2 separate regions of the Capra hircus genome follow, and region 1 is linked to region 2. A link is a contact called in public Hi-C data. All regions are on one chromosome and are shown on one strand. Each heading gives the region's core, a stretch centred on a gene start, on an enhancer-like site or on the middle of the called end of the contact. The rest is flanking DNA. Distances are from core to core; before and after follow the strand shown. Region 1 has its middle 22 kb from the start of TARBP1. Region 2 holds the start of TRNAR-CCU (a tRNA gene).

Region 1 (6,434 bases), core at 2,071-4,570, 550 kb after region 2:
CCAGTTTTCTGAAAGAGATCTAACTCATTACAGAGCACACATGTGTTCTCACACGCGAACATCTCTCTACATATAATTTATATTGACATAAATTATATACACAAATTTATAACACATATCATATATCTCACAATACATTATATGTATATATCTCATAATATATAATTAAAACATAATTATAATATACAAAAGTATATGTCATATGTATTTATATATATTTGATGATATATTTAATATTTTGGAGAATATTTAGAGAATACTTTCCTTTATTCCCCATCCCCAGCCTCGTGGATATTCAGGCCACCATTGCCAGCCAGCAAGGGAAGAGAATCATTTCTGTCTTCCATAGTCGTTTGAACTTGAATTCTTGCAAGGTCTTTGCATGGTCTTGGAACCTGGTTTCTTCAGAGTTCTCCTAATTCCCTCAATTAAACTGGATAATTTCAAGCTGGTTGTACAGAGGGTCTTCGTGATTTAAACCAAAACAAGACGTTCCCTACTTGGCCATGTCACTTGAAGGACATCTTCTTGACCTTCCTTCCCTGGCCTGGGACAGGAGTAAGTGGAACTAATCCAGGCCTCACGTACAGATAGCCCATCCCTGGGATCTGCCAATATAGGCTGGCCCAGTGGCCTGCCTCACAAGGGTGTTTTGAGGAGTTACTAGTTAGTGGCTATAAAATACTATATGAGTATAATAAACCCCAGGTAGTGAGATCACACTTGCACCCCAGTGTTCATTGCAGCATTATTTACAATAACCAAGCCACAGAAACATCCTAAATATCCATCAACAGAGGAAGGGATAAAGAAGATATGGTACAAATAAACAATGAAATATTATTCAGCCACAAAAAGGAATGAAATTGGTTCATCTGTAGTGACACAGATGGGCCTAGAGACTGTCATACAAAGTGAAGAAGTCAGAAAGAGAAAAACAAATACTGCATATTAACATATATATATGTGGAATCTGTAAAAATGATATAGATGATCTTATTTACAAAGCAGAAACAGAGACACAGACATAGAAAGCAAACCTATGGACACCAAGGGGCAAGAGGTAGGGTGGGATGAAGTAGGAGATTGGGGTTGACATATAGGCACAGTTGATAGTACGTGGGCTTCCCTGGTGGCTCAGTGGTGAAGAAGGCGCCTGCAACGCAGGAGATCCGGGTTTGATATCTGGATGAGGAAGATCCCCTGGAGAGGGGAATGGCTACCCCTTCCAGTATCCTTGCCTGGAGAATCCCACGGACAGAGGAGCCTGGCAGGATACAGTCCAGCAGTCTCAAAGAGCTGAACACGACTGAGGGACTAAGCATGCATGCATCAAATAGATGGCTAATGAGCATCTACTGTGTAGCACAGAGAACCCTACTCAGTGCTCTGTGAGGACCTAAATGGGAAGGAAGTCCAAGAGAGAGGGGATATATGCACATGTATAGGTGACTCACTGTGCTGTAGAGCAGAAGCTAACACAACCTTGTAAAGCAACTTCAATAATTTTTTTTAAAGTACTATAGAAACCCAAATTGTTTCTGAAAATGCTACACAATAAGACATTTCTCAAAAGAGCCTCAGTCCCTCCAGTTTTTTCCAGGAATCCAACTCAAGCAGCTTTACACAGCCATTATCACTTAATTACCAATATAAATCTCACTAGCAACTTCCATAACTTTGTTTGCAAATGAATATGCACACCTCCTAAATCATTCCCTCCTTTTCTCTCTCTCCCCAGCTGGAGTGGAGAGAAACTGTAGCAGCTGTGATTTGCAGAGGCTCCTGGCCTGCAGTGTCACCCCAGGCCGCCCGTACCTGGGACACGGCACTGCTGAGGCTATGGAATTGTACCTGGTTCCCGCTCAGCCCCATAAATCCCCCCCCTGGCATCGGCGGGGGCAGGCACATGGCAGAAACCTGGCTCCATCCGTTTGAAAGGTTCACAAACCACAGTGAACTTTTTAGTGATCTCAGGCCAAGTTTCCGGTGTGTAATGAAAACCGAAACCCAGTGTTGGGTTTCCTTACCAAATTCACACAGCGCTGGTCATGACAAGGGACTAAGTGTGAGGTGGCAGGGCAGAGCTAGGACACACAGCCATCAGTTCTATTTCTAGCTCGGCCACCGGCTTGCTGTGTGGCCTGAGGCCAGTCCCCTACCCTCACGCCTGCAGTTACCTGCCTCCAGTATAGAGGGGGAGCTTTTCACCAGAAAGTTAGCTTTCTGGTTCAGAAAGGTGTTTTGAGATAGTAGCATTCCTCTGCATCATTTTTAGTTATAGCACAGAGGCACTTGAGAATATTATGACCATCCCACTTGTGTGTATTATCCATTTTTAAAAATATTTAAATAAAATTGAAACAAAATCTATTCCATTTATTTAGGCCCTCTGTCTGCATTCTGAAGTCTTGCTCTTATTTCTTTCTAAGCTTCAGCTTTTGATTCCAGGCACATTTATATTTACAATTATAGAGAACAGTGCGGAAGGGATTATTGCATGATTTAGAGGGTTTATCTAAATGACCTCCCAGACCTCTCCTAACTCAAAGGTTCTGTGAGTCTATGAAATGCCTTGACGAAGGAGAACAAACCCAGGCCTTCAAGTCCAAAATACCTGTGTCTATTTTCTAGCTCTCGCATTTACTGGCTGTGTGACTTCTGGCGAGCGACTTAACCTCTCTGAGCCCAGATTTCTCATCTGAAAACCTGGGGCAATGCCAAATACTAAGTCGTTGTCAGGAAGATGAAATAATAAAGTACTTTTCAGACATGGGACAGGGTGCCAGACAAAGAGTAGGTGCCAAGGTTTTGCTTGTCTTGATTCACACACGTTTCTGATTGGGTCAAAAATGTAGGTCATATTTGAATATTGCCTTTGTCTTCCCTTTCAGGGCCCTACTTCAGAAAGAGAAAGAAGGAAATAAAAAGTGACTCGCTGAGGCCCTTCTGAAAGCATCACCCATATATTGAAATATTCCTTCCAGTCAAAAACTAGGTTATTAATTATACATTGCTATTGGAACAGAAAATAAGAAGAGGCTTCACTGCTTATGACCCAGAACTTGACCATTGTTTGATTTCGATTATTTCCTGCTATCTGCGTAATGTATCCCAAATGTGAGATTTGCAGTGTTGAGAGTCCAACCAACTGTAGCCTGAATGATTGTCCGTAATATTTAGTAAATGCCCTGGAATGACTGTTCATTTCCACTCCAGGCAGCGCATTTCTGGGGGATTATTTCACTGCATGGGTGGCCCAAGTCCCTTGGCCTTCAGCCTCACAGCTCATTCCACAGCTCTGGGCAAGCAGCAACCACCCCAAAACGCGAGTCTTTCTTCCCGGCCCCAGTGGCATGAGTAACATCATTAACTCTTTGGGGCTGAGGTCTGGGATGACGTCAAAATCTTCCACCCCACTGTGTTAGCTGACAGAATACCAGAGTAACAAAGTTTTGGCAGTTTGTTTTCACGCCAGCAACGTGCCTGCCCTCATACACAATCTTGGGATATTTTTTTCCTCTTCTTTTCCAGCAGGATTGTGGGTTTCAAAATGGAAGCAAAGTCCTCCCCGCGTCTAGCTCCAGTTCTGAGAACAAATGGGCAAGAAGGCTCCGAAATTCTACAGACAAGGGGAAATGCTGCTGACGTGTCCCCGCGAGGGACAGGACAGGAAGAGCACAGCTGTGCCGTGTGCCGTTTCACATGCTCCTCTGCCGATGAGCTTTGTAAAGTGTAAAAACGTTGCAGGGCGCTCCCTAAGAGGAGACACACAAACACATTTCCTCTGGGCCCCGGGCCAGCGCTGGGGCAGGCAGAGGCCGCGCAAGTGCACTGTGGATGCCGCGCGCCATCTGGTGGCCAGGAGGTGACATTGCGGGCACCATCCGGGCTTTTACACCATTGATCTGCAGTCATTTCACGGAAGGAGCAATTTTGTTCAGTTGCTCAGTCGTGTCCAACTATTTGCGACCCCTTGGACTGCAGCACGCCAGGCTTCCCTGTCCTTTACCATCTCGCAGAGCTTCCTCAAATTCATGTCCATTGAGTCGGTGATACCATCCAACCATCTCGTACTCTGTTGTCCCCTTCTCCTTCTGCCTTCAATCTTTTCCACCATCAGGATCTTTTCTAACGAGGTGGCCAAGTATTGGAGCTTCAGCTTCAGCATCAGTCCTTCCAATGAATATTCAGGGTTGGTTTCCTTTAGGATTGACTGATTTGAGCTCCTTGCAGTTCGAGGGATTCTCAAGCGTCTTCTCCAGCACCGCAATTCAAAAGCATTGTTTCTTTGACACTCAGCCTTCTTTATAGTCCAACTCTCACATCCATACATGACTACTGGAAAAACCATAGCTTTGAATAAAGGACCCTTTGTTGGCAAAGTAATGTCTCTGCTTTTTAATATGCTGTCTAGGTTGGTCAGAGCTTTTCTTCCAAGGAGCAAGTGTCTTTTAATTTCATGGCTGCAGTCACCATCTGCAGTGATTTTGGAGCCAAAGAAAATAAAGTCTCTCACTGTTTCCATTGTTTCCCCATCTATTTGCCATGAAGTGTTGGGACTGGGCGCCATGATCTTTGTCTTCTTAATGTTGAGTTTTAAGCCAGCTTTTTCACTCTCCTCTTTCACTTTCATCAAGAGGCTCTTTAGTCCTTCGCTTTCTGCCATAAGGGTGGTGTCATCTGCATATCTGAGATTTTGATATTTTCCTGGCAATCTTGATTCCAGCTTGTGCTTCCTACAGCCCAGCATTTCTCATGATGTACTCTGCATTTAAGCTAAATAAGCAAGGTGACAGTATACAGACTTGACGTACTCCTTTCCCAATTTTGAACCAGTCTGTTCCGTGTCCAGTTCTAACTGTTGCTTCTTGACCTGCATACAGGTTTCTCAGGAGGCAGGTAAGGTGGTCTGGTATTCCTATTAAAGGAGTATATTGTGGGCTTTTAAATTCTGTTGGGAGTGATCATAGGGGATCCCGAAGGAAGACACCAAGGGCCAGGTGTTCTAAATTCCGTTCGTTCTTCTACGACTGGATGCTTGATGTCTCAGATTCTCCTAGAAACAGAGATAATGATCCCTGGGAAGCACTCAGCTCTGGGCCATCCAGCGTCTCATGTCCCTGGGTCCTCCTGTCCCTGTCATGATCGCACAGACCTGGGCACAAGAGTCTCCTTCTTTCCACTGCCTGGGGCATGCTTAGGTTCTCTTCTCCAGCCTTCGGAATCCAACATTTCCCAAGGCTTGCTTCACGGCATCTCTACATTCTCAGAGTATCTGCTTCAGTTTTTGCCCACACTAGTGTTTGCGAAGCCTGTTCCAAGAATACTGATTTTATTATTCAGAACTGTATCTTCTCATAAACAGTGTAGGAGGGTTCCCTTTTCTCCACACCCTCTCCAGCATTTATTGTTTGTAGACTTTTTGATGCTGGCCATTCTGAAGAGTGTGAGGTGGTACCTCATTGTAATTTTGATTTGTATTTCTCTAATAATTAGCAGTGTTGAACATCTTTTCATGTGCTTTATGGCCATCTGTATGTCTTTTTTGGAGAAATGCCTATTTAGATCATTAAAAAACTAAACATCTGGCAATCCCACTCCTGGGCATATATCTGGAAAGAACCCTAATTTGCAGAGATACATGCACCCCAATATTCATTGCAGCACTATCTACAATAGCCAAGACATAGAAGCAACCTAAATGTCCATCAAGGGAGGAATGGATAAACATGTAGTACATATTAATGTATACAATGGAACACTATGCACCCATTAAACAAGAATGAAATAGTACCATTTGCAACAATATGGGTGAACGTAGAGATTATCATACTAAGTGAAGTAAGTCAGTCAGAGACAAATATCATATGGTATCACTTACATGTGAAACCTAATAAAAATAATACAAATGAACTTATTTGCAAAACAAGAGAACTATATATATATATATATATATATATATATATATATTTTAAAGGCATTCCATGTTTGAGAAACTCTGGAATTAAAATAAGAATTATTGTAGGACATCTGAAGAACGTTGACATATTGACATTGTAGGGAGAATTTAAGAAAGAACTACGATTTTTTTAGTTTCTAAACTTGACGTTGAAAATTTCCCCCCGTCTCCACCTTCAACTGTATCTTGAAAATAATCCATTTGATAAAGCAAATTTAGCAGGAAATTGGTCTAGCCTATTCCTTTGACTCATGATTAGATAGGCTTATTTTAAAAGTGATTCATTTCTGGTAGTCTGTTGTGGCTGTATAACAAAGTACCGCAAACTGGGTGGCTTAAACTGCGGAAATTTATTCTCTTGAAATTTCTTTTGAAGCTTCTTAACTTGTAGACGGCCATCTTCTCCCTGTATTTTCACGTGGTTTTCCCTCTGAATGTGTCTATGTCCTAATCTCCTTTCTTACAAGGATAC
Region 2 (6,451 bases), core at 581-3,080:
TTTCATCTGCCCAGTCATTCTGTCTTTTGTGCATTTAATCCATTTACATTTAAGGTAATTATCGATATGTAGGATCCTATTACCATTTCCTTAACTGTTTTGGGCTTATTTTGTGTAGTTTTTTTTTCCCCCTTCTCTTGTGTTTCCTGCTTAGAGAAGTTCCTTTAGCATTTGTTGTGAAGCTGATTTCAGTTCAGTTCAGTTCAGTTCAGTCGCTCAGTCGTGTCTGACTCTTTGTGACCCCGTGGACTGTCGCCTATCCTCCTTCCATGGGATTTTCCAGGCCAGAGTGCTGGAGTGGATTGCCATTTCCTTCTCCAGGGGATCTTCCTGACCCAGGAATCGAACCTGGGTCCCCTGCATTGCAGGCAGACACTTTTACCGTCTGAGCCACCGGGGAAGCCCAAAGCTGATTTAGTGGTGCTGAATTCTCCTAACTTTTGCTTGTCTGTAAGATCTTGCCTAGCAGCCAACTATGAAAAAAAATGGACAAAGGCCGAGTTGTTCTGGTAAAGGAGGTGGTAACCAAAGTCCCACCAAACTGATATCCCTCTGCTAGTGCTGAGGAGTGAGTTTTGAAAACTGTGGATCTCACTGTATATCTCCTGGTTTTATAGAACAGGTTCAGATGGTAAAGAATCTGCCTGCAATGTAGGAGAGCTGGGTTCGATCCCTGAGTGGGGAAGATCCCCTGGAAGAGGGCATGGTAACCCACTCCAGTATTCATGTCTGGAGAAGCCCATGGACAGAGGAGCCTGGCGGGTTACAGTCTATCGGGTCACAAGAGCTGAGATACAGCTGAGCACAGAAGCTAGCGCATGAGGTCACTGCCTCAGAGGTTCACAGCAGCTCAGCGTCTCAGGGTGTGAAGAGCATCAAGAGCCTGGACTCCTGGGGGAACGTTATTATGGAGGTCCACTTGCTCCTTGATTCCAGGTACCAAACACACAACGGCTGGCAAAGTCTCCTATTTTAGTAAAATGCCTCTCTTTGGAAAGAAAGCTATTTGTGGAGTTCTAAGCCAAATTGATTTTGATTTACAGGGTTGAAAAAAGAAAAAAAAAGAAAGCAACTACAGTTAAGTGAAATGCCAGGAGATTTGTGTCCTGAGCTGGAAGTTTAGCCTGATTAGGTTTCCGTAGGTGTGCTCACCTTGCCTCGTCTCGCTCAGCATCCTTCTGCCCTCGCTCTCCCTTGAACATAGACGAGGGTCTGAGGGCCCAGAAAGGCTTGCTCTGGTCACTGACCACTTTTCCGGTTGCAAATGCGCTTTGGTGTCTCTCATGGGATAACGCCTCCAGGCGACGCCTGTGTGTATGTAGGCAGAAGCTAAACGAAGCAGGAGCCTGGTAAGCTTGGTCGCCTCTATCCATTTGGGTTATTTTATTTTTCGGAAAGAAGCTCATCTTATTTGTCCTTCGGGAAACACAATTTATATCTTATCTATTTATTTATTTATTTGTCTGCATCGCAGCATACTGGATCTCTGATCTTCCTTGTGGCATGTGGAATCTGTAGCTGCAGTATGTGGGATCTCATTCCCTGACCAGGGATCGAAGCCGGGACCCCTGCGTCGAGACTGCAGAGTCTTAGCCACTGGACCACCAGGGAAGTCCCTCCACTGGGGTTTTTAAGGGTGCACTTGGGGAGCTCTCTTGGCTGTGTCCTTGCAAACCATTCTAGGGAAGAGTTTGGCTATGCGGCTGGAGGCCGGCCCCCGGCCATCAGCTGGGCGCCCTTTGAAAGTCCCGCAGCTCCTCTCTCCACAGGGCCGTGGGGGCTGTCCAGAGGCTCTGCCCTGCACCTCTGCCCTGCGCCTGCTCGCTCAGCCACTGGATGGCACTGTTAGAACTGGAGAAAAGAGGCTTCCTCCCCTGAAACCGTTTTCCCTCGTTCCAATCCTCTCCAAACTGTCATTTCCACCCACCTCCTTCCAAACAGAACAGAACAAAATCATTTCGTAGCCTGTTCCTGCTGCTCTGCCCCCAACCCAGTCTGCCCTGCCCATCCCTGGGTGCCTGCAAAGAGGAGTAGCCCAGCTGCCTCCCTTTCTGCCCTCAGGGTCCCCTCTGTCCATCCTATTTTTGCATCTTTATCATTCTGTGTGTGGTGGGGGTGGGGGCCCTCTAGAGTTTCAGGCAATCTAGGGAAGCAGCAAGGGCCATGAAAGACTTATAAGGACCTGGGGGCCTAAAAGAGAAAGCAGAAGTGCCTGCAATGCTTCTGGTCGCATGACTTGTGTTCTAGAAGGAAAAAGAAACTAGGGCTGCGTGCACAGAGGCAGCGTGGAGCAGGGTCACTGGGAGAAGGGGCTGGAAGGGGGAACGGGGTGGGGAAGAATGTGCCGAGTGCAGGAAACGGGCTCTCGGCAGTGGAATCTTGGCGTCAACTTGGCCACTCAAAGGCTTTCTGTTCCTGGCTTCTGAGCTGCCGCTGTGTCAGAACCCCCTCCGCCGGGTCAAGGGTGGGTAGGGGTGTGGGCCTGAGCAGCCCTCGCCTTCATGCACTGGTTTTGACCCTTGCTTCCCAGTTCTGGCTGCCACTTCCTCTTCCTGTGAGATGTGAGTGGGGAGCAGACAGAGGACCAAGAGCTGGAGGAGAGAAAACATAGCTGTCCCCCACATTTGCACACCTATCTCAGGTCCCCCAGACTGCCCATCGCTGCTGCCTCAGCTCGCTTCCCTCTCAGGGGAGGCGAAAACAACATTTCTTGGGAGGAATTCGCTCTGAGAAAAGCATTTTCCCCTAACAATGACCAGGAAATCCTGTCTTGACTGATATTCTCAAGGTGTGCTGGCCTCTTGGCAGAGTCATTTGAAGGCTTATTCAACCATGCAAACGCCCATGAGACACGGTTCCCAAACTCTGTGGAGGCGTGCTGGCCACACCCCTCCCCTTGGCCAACCCTGACCTTGAGCAGGGAGCCCGGCCAGCTTGCCCAGCCTGCCTGCAGGTGGGAGGTCTCTCTGCTGACTCAGGCCCAGACTGGGTCAGGTGCCTGCCTTCAGTCCCATGAGTAATACCCTGCCTGTCCTCTGCAAAGGGCCTTCCCAGGATTAATGAATTAGTCACCCCCCGGGAAAGCGAGGGAGCAGGTTATGGTCATCCTCATTAAGGCTGTGCCTCATAAGGCCTGCCTCAGGCCAGTGAGTGTCTGGATGTGGGTGCAGGCAGACAGTGGCTCAGGGTGTCCCAGGGAGAGGCCCCTCCAGGGCGCAAGGGAGGCTGGAGCTTCTCACTGGGCAGCCGGGGGCTTCACCCACTGAGGGCCGAGGGGAGGGGACTGGAGAGTCTCAGGTCCACGTGAGAAGATGCAGACAGTTTGACACAGGCTCAGCCACGCAGTTCCACAGTCTGCTCTGCACAATTCAGAAACTGACGCCAATGGGCCTCCCACCATTCTGCCCCTCCAAGCAGGTCGTCCAGATATTTATGAAATGCACCTCGGAACCCTTTCCTTTCTGTGTCTGCGTGGGGATTTCGAGTGACTAAAAGTGATAAAGCACAGGTCATTATAGGACCCTGCAAAACAAAAGCGTGTTGTGAATCCTAGGAGGGTAGGGGCCCCACGTCCCTCTGGGTCACGGGGCCCCCAAAGAGGTTTGTCTTCTTTCGGGAGCAGGACACAGGTGAGAGAGCTTTAGGAGGTAAGAATGTGTCCTGATGACAGAGCTAGGACCCAAGCACCTTCTGGAAGCCAGACAGCAGAGCAATCCTTTCGGTCAACCCTGTCTGCAGCTGCTTTTTATAAACTTGGCACAAATACATGCCTGGAAATGCCCGGGCAGTGTATCTGGAAAATATTTTCTACCATTTGAAAATACACACACACACATATACATGCTTAGAAAGGAAAAAAAAAAAAAAAACACAACAGAAATTGTGCATGTTACAGAGTGGCTTCACTTGCGGTTTTTTTCCATTACTTCCTCAGTTCATTTTTCTGCTGCCAATTTTAGAAGGCCATAAGTCATAGTTGTTGTTAAACTTTGTCAGTTAAAATGTAACTCTAAGAACAAGTCATATGATCCATTGGAGCCAAATAGCCTTTTGGAAAGCGTGGTGGTGGGAGGTAGGAGAGCCAGCCCTGGCGTCTCTTCTCTGCTGTGTGTTATGTGTCCTGCCCACGAGAAAACAGAGTCCCCTGTTGCTGGCCTCGGCTCCCAAAGGCCACTGATCCGAGGGAGGGAGGCTTTTCAACTTTTATTCTGTGTGACCCAGGCATGGAACATAATCTTGTGTTTTGAAGTGCTCGTGTGCGCTAAGTCGCTTCAGTCATGTCCAACTCTTTGTGACCCTATTGACTGTAGCCCGCCAGGCTCCTCTGTTCATGGGATTCTCCAGGCAAGAATATTGGAGTGGGTTCCCATGCCCTCCTCCAGGGGATCTTCTGGATCCGGGGATCAAACCTGTGTCTCTTATGTGTCCTGCATTGGTAGGCGGGTTACCACTAGCACCACCTGGGGAGTCCTCAGTCTTACGCAATAATGAAATTCTCAATTGTTGAGAGAGACTTGTATATGTACCAGTTTTTTTTTTTTTTAATGTAGACATTTACTTATTTTATTTATGGCTGTGCTGGGTCTTATTAACTGTTGCGGCACGCAGGTTCTTCCGCCTTTATTGCAGCATGTGGGATTTAGTTCCCTGACCAGGGGTCGAACCTGGGCCCTCTGCATCAGGAGTGTGGAGTCTTAACCACTGGACTACCAGGGAAGTCCCTTCCTCATGGAGGTTTTACTCTAGTGGGATCGATGGACAGACAGACACGGGCTGACTCACCCCTACAGTGCCTTTTGCACATGAGGCTAACTACAGCCCTGAAGCAGAGGGACAGATGGCTAAGAGCCACCAGGAAAGATGGCTTTATCACAGGCAGAGTGGGATACCCTTGGGTCTGTCATGTACTGTCCAGAGCCTGCCCGCCTTCCCGGTGGAGTGGGCACAGTGCCACTGCTCATGGGGTGAAATAACAAATGTGAAAAGCACATTTGTTGTTGTTGTTAAGTCACTAAGTCATGTCCGATTCTTTGCGACCCCGTGAACTATAGAACAACTGACTGGTTCAGAACTGGGAAAGGAGGACGGCAAGGCTGTATATCATCACCCTGCTTATTTAGCTCACATGCAGAGTACATCATGTGAAATGCTGGGCTGGATGAATCACAAGCTGGAATCGAGATTGCCAGGAGAAATATCAATAACCTCAGGGATGCAGATGACACCTAACGGTAGAAAGCAATGAGGAGCTAAAGAGCCTCTTGATGAGGATGAATGAGGAGAGTGAAAAAGCTGACCTGAAAGTCAGATTTAAAAACTAAGATGATATCACTTCACGGCAAATAGAAAGGGAAAAAGGAGGAGTAGTGGCAGGTTTTGTTTTCTTGGGTTCCAAAATCACTGTGGACGGTGACAGGTGTTGGCAGCTCCCATAACCCCCTCCTGGGTCCCTAATGATCAGGTCCATTTTCTGCCTTCTCCTTTGAATAAACTGATGGAATCATCCAACCTTCCCTGGACAAACAGACCCTTTCCAAAACAGCTGGTCTGAATGACACTTGTCGGGACCTGCTCCCCCAGGTCCTTTCATGGCCCCTTGGTGCTGAGTCCAGCTTCCCCGCCGCTGGCCCTTAACGAACATGGATGGGGCCAAGCTCCTGTCTGCGCCCCACGTGTGCTACGGCCCTGCGCACTCTCCACCTGGGGCTGCAGCTTCTCAATGCTCTGTCTACGGAGAAACGTTTCAAAGACTCAGGAAATGAACTCACTTGTTTTCCCCCTCCCCCTCCTTTTCCAAAACAGTGCCGCCTTCCTGGAAGAAAACAAACAAAACAAGTGTGACTATTTAAAACATTATTGGAAAACGCCTTCTTCATGAATGCTACGGCTCCTCTGGGGCAGGCGTGTCACCCTGGGCTCCCTTTGCTGCTCAGCTCCTGGTGCATGTAGAGGGGAGGGGCCAGGGCAGCCTTGGAGGAGGAGGAGGAGCTGCTGGAGCCTGGGAAACAGGCCCCTCTAAACGCCCACATGCACCTCGCACACTCCCATGTGGAGATGAGTGCACCTGTGCGTGCGGACCCCACATCCAGCTGAAGGTAGCCCAGTGGTCTGCCTTCCTCCCAAGCGGGGACTGGCTTCTGCCGGGCGTGGGGCTGACTATTCTGGGTTTCTAGGTGTTGTTATAAATAACATCATGGGCTGAACGGGGGATTGAAGACGAAGCCTTTTCCTTTCGGCCATCTGGGCAGGATGCTTTTCCTTTGATGAGGGAAAAAAAAAACTTAGCTGTGTTTCAACTGGAAAATTGCCTCCCAGTTAAGGTGACAGCAGACACTGAATGATCCTGTCTTTGCAGGAACGAGAGCAGGCTCTGTCCAGGGCGGGGGGGCAGGGCGGGGAAGGCCCTTCAGTTGCTCGGGTCCTGACTTGAGGGGACCTGGGGCCGGGAGAG

Evidence for each region. Hi-C and Micro-C count contacts between places; a contact is called where the count stands out from the background.
Region 1: a Hi-C map of liver shows a contact between it and region 2, with 8 times the contacts expected there. The contact joins two enhancer-like sites. A contact is called at or near these places in 3 of 5 Hi-C or Micro-C datasets (blood and liver).

The regions. Positions count from the first base shown.
Region 1 is chr28:38,060,016-38,066,449 of ARS1.2, forward strand. No RefSeq gene overlaps it. Among named protein-coding and RNA genes, the nearest start is that of TARBP1, 22 kb to the right of the region's middle. Within about 2 kb of position 3,321, at least 5 of the 5 cell types and tissues checked have an H3K27ac peak or open chromatin away from gene starts, as enhancers often do.
Region 2 is chr28:37,511,966-37,518,416 of ARS1.2, forward strand. TRNAR-CCU (a tRNA gene) reads right to left here and starts at 4,716; the gene lies at 4,644-4,716. Within about 2 kb of position 1,831, at least 3 of the 5 cell types and tissues checked have an H3K27ac peak or open chromatin away from gene starts, as enhancers often do.